Linked DNA regions of Sus scrofa: region 1 is linked to region 2. The links are chromatin contacts, called in public Hi-C maps. All regions are on one chromosome and are shown on one strand. The core of a region is the stretch at or near the end of the contact, and the rest is flanking DNA. Distances in the headings are between cores, read along the strand shown.

The links. Hi-C and Micro-C count contacts between places; a contact is called where the count stands out from the background.
Region 1: a contact with region 2 is called in a Hi-C map of liver, with 2.7 times the contacts expected there. The contact joins two enhancer-like sites. A contact is called at or near these places in 1 of 5 promoter capture datasets (liver) and 2 of 47 Hi-C or Micro-C datasets (both in liver).

The regions. Positions count from the first base shown.
Region 1 is chr13:43,435,535-43,439,063 of Sscrofa11.1, forward strand. The region is part of intron 3 of PTPRG (receptor-type tyrosine-protein phosphatase gamma); the gene reads left to right. Among named protein-coding and RNA genes, the nearest start is that of PTPRG, 300 kb to the left of the region's middle. Within about 2 kb of position 1,712, at least 5 of the 83 cell types and tissues checked have an H3K27ac peak or open chromatin away from gene starts, as enhancers often do. A contact at or near this core is called in liver, where this site is marked.
Region 2 is chr13:43,259,566-43,262,831 of Sscrofa11.1, forward strand. The region is part of intron 2 of PTPRG (receptor-type tyrosine-protein phosphatase gamma); the gene reads left to right. Among named protein-coding and RNA genes, the nearest start is that of PTPRG, 130 kb to the left of the region's middle. Within about 2 kb of position 1,601, at least 15 of the 83 cell types and tissues checked have an H3K27ac peak or open chromatin away from gene starts, as enhancers often do. A contact at or near this core is called in liver, where this site is marked.

The sequences.
Region 1 (3,529 bases), core at 462-2,961, 180 kb after region 2:
TCCATTCCTGGGATGACATCAGATCCCCCAAATTGAGGGACATTCTACAGTAACTCATCAGGACTCCTTTGTCAAGAATTTGAAAGATCAGGAAGGACTAAGAAATTGTTGTATGAGGGGTGGGGGTAGGGCCCTAAGGAAAAATAACTGAATGCAACATGGGATTCTGGAACTAGAAAAAGATGTTAAGGAAAAACCTGGAACAATTCAAATAAGGTCTGTCTTTCCATTAATAGCATCTTGCCAATGATAGTTTCCTGGCTTTGATAATTGGACTGTGGTTATATAAGATGACATTTTGGGGAAGCTGGGTGAGGGGTATATGGAAAACTATATTATTTTTGCAACTTTTCTGTGATTCTAAAATTTGTTCAAAATAAGCTGGTTGTTTTCAAAAGTGGTAATTATTATCCACAGTGAAACAAGTTAAATAGTTTCTGTTGTTTGCTCATCTAGATAACAATTTAAATAGCAATTTATGTAAATAGTTCACAGATGTATTAGTTTTATGGATTATAAACCTGTGAAAGTATCAGTTCTAAACATTAAATAGCAAATTAATTTTTTTACAGAAGGGATACATTGGTAAATTTTTGAGGTTAGGACTTGGCATTTTAAAAAATTATTATAGAAGTAATAGGCATATTGTGAAAAACCAAATAATGGAAAGTAGAAACATATTTTCTCCTGCTCATTTCCTATTTCCACTTCCCCTTACCTTATTACTGTACTACCCCCACTGTTAAAAGTTAGCTACAAATTCAGGAGTTCGAGTTCCCCAATGTCTGTCTAGGTGATAATGTGTGAAACACAATGTCATCATACTGTAAAAGCCCTTCTGTACCTTGCCTTCCTCTTTCGCCACTGAACAGTAATTCATGACTTTGTAAAGTACCTATATTTCTACCTTATGTCATTTATTTGCTATAAAATATGACATTTTTTAAAATCTGTCATAATGTGTTTAACTACTTATTTATGGAAATTTTAACTGTCTCCCAGTTATATTTATAAAGTGTTGGATGGCTCCTCTCTTCTGTGTATTACTTAAAAAAAAAATTAAGAAATGTAGCTTTTAGAGAACCCCACTAGTATCCATAAGGGTGCAGATTTGATCCCTGGCCTTGCTCAGAGAGTTAAGGACCTGGCATTGCCCCAAACCAGGTATAGGTTGCAGATGCGGCTGAGATCCTGCTTTGCTGTGACTGTGGCATAGGCAGGTAGCTGTGGCTCCGATTCAACCTCTATCCTGGGAACTTCCATATGCCGCAGGTTTGGCCCTAAAAAGAAAAAAAGGAAAGAAAAGAAAAGTAGCTTTTAACTTAGACATGTTTTTATACCATAAAGACAGTGTGGGGTCCTTGCCTTGCACAATCTTAGCGTCCATTTTTGTCTGGTTTTTTTGTATCTAAAGTGCAGCTTCCTAGATATCAAATGTCTGAGTCCAAATATAAGAACACTTTATATTTAATTTGCAGAGAAGTCATATTTAAATTCTGCAATTTCTGGCTTTTATTTAATTTTTAGAATGGTGTGGACCCACAGGGAGCACAGAAGTGTGACTTGGTGTTTGTATATTTATTTTCTAAGTATTGAGACCGTTAATATTTTGCAGCAGTAGAGACGTATTTGAGAGTGCTGGCCCGGCCCTCAGAAGTTAATTTTGTGTTTTTAAACATTGGTACAAATGCTGAGGTTCCCAGTAGGGGGTTAATATGTAAACCGCAGAGAAACCACACAGGTTGTTTTGTAGTTTATCATTAGACCAGAAGTGGGGAGGAAACAGCTGACCAAACAACTTGCAGAAATTAATCATATTTGAGCGGTTAATAAAAATACACTAAATAGGAGTTCCCATTGTGGTGCAGTGGAAACGAATCCATCTAGGAACCATGAAGTTTCGGGTTCGATCCCTGGCCTAGCTCAGTGGGTTAAGAATCTGGCGTTGCCGTGAGCTAAGGTCTAAGTCAAAGACTTGGCTTGGATCCTGCATTGCTGTGGCTTTGGCATAGGCTGGAAGCTGCTGCTCTGACTTGACCCCCTAGCCTGGGAACCTCCATATGCCTCTCAAGTGCGGCCCTAAAAAGCAAAAAAATAAATAAATAAAGTTCACTAGTTGTGCGTAGGCCTTGGTTGGAAAAGCACTGATTATTTAGTGGCGTGTCAGAAACAGGCCCATAGGCTCTTGACATGTTTACATATAGTAACTTCTGACGCCTTGGGATAGAAACAATGAAAATAATGGCATTAAGGGAGAGAAAATATAAAATGAATTCTAGTTGGTGAAAGAAATACCTCTTTGGTTCCAAAATATTTAAACTCTGAGCAAGCTGTGTGTATTGTGGAATTTATTGGGTTAGCAGTGACACCTTTCAAAATTAGGAAGAACACTTTGTGTTCCTGAGTATAGAAGGCTGGCATAATTACTGAAAGTACAGTAAATGTCCCTATCATTCTTTGAGTCTAATCTTAACATAATTAGCTCCTTGCACAATAGAGTATTTAATTTGAAATGCTGCCAAGGCTTATTAAGTGAGAGAAGTACTTCCTGAGATCTCTGTTGTTAAATGTGGGACTTTTCTGTATGAGATAATTTTCACCAAAAGTGTCAGGGTATCAGAATTGTTGCTCATAGTCTGGCATTTATCACCCAAACTCACTGAAACACTTAACATTTTCAGTTTTATTGATGGAGCCTTTTATGAATATTGGGGAATATGCTGCATCTCGTGGAAAGAAATTAATTTGGGGAGACCTGACAAGCCTTCCGAATGATAGATCCCTTTGCCCTGGGGAGCCTTCTTCATTCAGTGACTTGGGTAATAAACATGAGCTATAGGATTTCATTCTTTTATCTCTTGTTTTTGGTTTTCTTTAGTGGTTGATTGTCAAGTCAGGCTAGAAAATATAACATGTGAACACCGGTTTTGTTTGATAACGCATTTCTTTTTTGAATGTGACTTGACACTTTCCTGGGCTTGTAAAACACCATGGAATGCTACTACAGTTGTGACATTGGAGTGTAGGATATTGTAATATGCTTTACAGTTTGTAGATGGATCAAGTGACATGGTTTAACCAGTAATGCCTGATATTTCTATAAGATCACCAACCTGTCTATATCAGAATTCCTGGATCTTTTCAACTATTGCCATATAGGGATAGAAAGAAAGTCTAATCAAGGGTATAAAAAACAGAAAAGTAGCCATCATTAAGAACCACCATAGGTTCACCGTGAGTTTAAGCCTGTGGAATTTACCTCATTTCCTTTTTGATAAGAAATATACCAAAGTTCTAAAAATTCCTTCCAAAAATAATTGGGAAGTGTGAGCTCTAGGGCGATAAAGCTGTTTACTTTACATAATGATCAGACAATTAGAACATTGATTAATAAGGCAATAAAAAACCTTGAGGGACAACTTTCTTTGTAGGCTCCTAGGCTGTTTATCTCTGTGTCCTCAGGTTCAGCGCAAATTGGAATACTAGTACAAATTTGAAGCCTTCTGATATGAGAACATGGGATGGCTTT
Region 2 (3,266 bases), core at 351-2,850:
TAATAATGCATTTCTCTAATAATAGTGATGTTGAACATCTTTTCATGTGTTTTTTGGCCATCTGTGTGTCTTCTTTGGAGAACTGTCTGTTTAGATCTTCTGCCCACTTTTTGATGGGGTTGTTTGTTTTTTTGGTATGGAGCTGCAGAAGGTGTTTATAAATTTTGGAGATTAATCCCTTATCAGTTGATTCATTTGCAAAGATTTTCTCCCATTTTGTGGATTGTCTTTTCGTGTTTTTTTGGTTTTTTTTTAATCGAAGTATAGTTGCTTTACCATATATTAGTTTCAAGTGTACATCACAGTTATTCATATATATATATATCAGATATATTCAGACATATATATTCAGATTCTTTTCCCTTATAGGTTATTACAAAATATTGAATAAATTTCCCTGTGCTATACAGTGGGACTTTGGGTCCCTTTTGGAAGTTACTGGTTGGTGTTTTTTTCTCCCAAATAGAGTGATTGCGATGAAAAGAAAATGAAATGGTTAACTTTCATATTTCTACAAAAGTATGAAAAAGAATGAGAAGTTAGGAAAGCGTGCATTATTTCTTAAGTAGGACTTTAGAGCTTCATTGGTCATAGAAATCTTTTCATTAACACATTACACAAATTCTTTAGAGGCCAATTTGCATTCACTTAGAGAAACATTTGTGGGGGTGGCATATAATATACAGAAATACCTGCTCCGTTTCTGAAAATCAATTTGTTAAATAGCCCTCAAACTATGACAGCTTTATGGTAGGATTATGACTTTTTTTGTTTCCATGTCTGCTAAAAGGCTAACAGAATAAGACAGTTTAATCACATGCCATTATGTTGAGAGGGGTGTGGGAAGCTCAGACGAGCTTCCAGAAGTGAAATTGGGTACCCAGATTTTGCAAACTGCTTCTGAGCAGAAGTCATTTAAGTACAGCTACTTGATAATTACGTGGTTTGGGATGTGGTCTGCTGAGCCCCTTCTTTTATGGGTGTCTGACCTTCCTGAGACGTGGTTGACACCACCTTCTCCACCTGAGGCCCATTTAGGTGGTTGTCAGGGAGAGTGCATTGCCAGGTGCAGATGTTGTCACCAGAGAGAGAGAGGGAGGGCTCCCCCAGAGTAATCTATGTTTCCAGCCAGATTTTTATTATTTACAGAAGATTAGGCAAAAACCAGGATTTAGACCTATATGGTCCTGGAAAATTGTTTTCTGACCTCAGGCCAAAAAAAAAAAAAACGAAAAAAAAAAAAAAGGGGGGGGGGCCGTGTGCTGACCATCCTGGGAAGCATGTCCCCAGGTGGCAGCCTAGACTGTATCCAGGCATTGGTCCTCCCAGCTGAGAATCTTTGAAGAATCAGAGCTAGATAAAGCATGAGTTCATCAGAGGCCCCTTTCCTGTGGCCACCTGGATCTTTCCAGCGACCCAGAGGCCACCAGCTGTGGAAGCGGTCTTGAGCTTTGCTGGTGATTAGCTGTACTGTAGGGAAGGCTCTTGGCATTTCCCTGGGTCCTGGAGCTCTTTGGTAGATTGGAGCCATCTGATCTGGCTCCTCACTGAGAGGGGTGTGGGCAACTCCAGTAAAAGAAAGGAGCCAGTGTCCCAGCCTCTCTCCCTGGTATTTTCCATACCAAAGGACTTAACACTCATGTTTGCAAAATTCAGTTCTGAGTGCCCTTGTCAGCTGCTACTTTAAATTCTGCGTCCTTTTCCTGTTTCTGGGTCATTGCCTAGTAAATGGTAAACATTGCCATATCCCAGCTTTCTTTCTTTTTTTTTTTTTCCCTAGGTTATTTTGTGTGAGGCTTGTCAGTAGCAGAATCCTAGGTGGCTTGACCTCGACTTTTGCCTGCTGAATTCCTGGACTGTTGTTCTACTTGGCTTCTTAGTGCATCAGGGAAAATAGCCTAACATGGTCTGGTGTAACCTTTCACTTTACAGAGAGGGCAGAGGTTGAGGAGTTTGGCAATGATTGGTTAAAGAGCCCGTGCTGGTGAATCAAACCTTTCTCAGCCCAGGCATCCTGACTCCTGTTTGAGGACTCTTTTTACCATAATAATCCATCACTCTGCATTTTATGTTCTAGGAGTGGAAATTATATTTGCCATTAGCCTAGGGAAAATGTTTTGCAATTCATATTTGGAGCTGCCGTAACAAAGATCCCTAATGCCAGCCAAAAGTGATTTGATGATTGGAATTACCTATTTGGGGAAATGATTCATGTAAATGTCCTCTGGCATCATCTATAATAAAGCGTTATAACTATGCATACATTCACACGTGTGTACACACACGCACACACATACAACACGATAGTTTGGTGACTGGATCTTAGAGAAACTCTGGAAGGATTTTCAACAAGACTACATGCATATTTATGATGGTCTGTTTAAAAGATAGACTCTCTGGCCTAGATGAAATTCACTTTGGAGGGGGCTTTGGGAAAATATCCCAATAAAATAGCTAATCAGTCTCTTCTAGGGAAACTGGAATTGAATGAGACACAGTGAGAGACTGATGTGACTGCCCAGCTGGGAAAACTGGACTTCTGTGATAGGATGCTCATGCCATTGTGTCCTTGGAAATTTAGGTGCCAAAGCTGAAGCTGCAAGGGCAAACGTGAATTACAGGCAGGGGCATTTCTGTGTGCGTGGGTGAAAGTAGCATCAGAAATTTTAGTCTTTCTGTTTATTTTTGGTGAATACTTTTCTTAAGAAATGGAGAACAGGGAGTTCCCGTCATGGCTCAGTGGTTAACGAATCCGACTAGGAACCATGAAGTTGCGGGTTCAATCCCTGGCCTTGCTCAGTGGGTTAAGGATCTGGCGTTGCCGTGAGCTGTGGTGTAGGTCGCAGACGTGGCTCAGATCCGCATTGCTGTGGCTGTGGTATAGGCCGGCAGCTACAGCTCCGATTCGACCCCTAGCCTGGGAACCTCCATATGCCGCGGGAGCGGCCCTAGAAAAGGCAAAAAAAAAAAAAAAAAGAAATGGAGAACAAATTAGTCCGATAATCACAGTGATGACAAAATAGAAGTCTGTGTCATGTAGAGTGTTATGCCGTCACTGAAATGAGTTGATCTGAGAAATTGAGGATTTAACCCAGCTTTTATTTATTTTATACCGGAAGAGTTTGGGCACTCTAAGTTGTGTTCTGAAAATTCTTTGGCTACTAAGTGTTAGTAGAGTTAGAAATGGTATTCCTCTCAGATGCTTTGGAATGAAAGCTTGTCAGTGGAAGGACTGTGAGTCAGGCAAGGCGCATACCTTCAAGCAG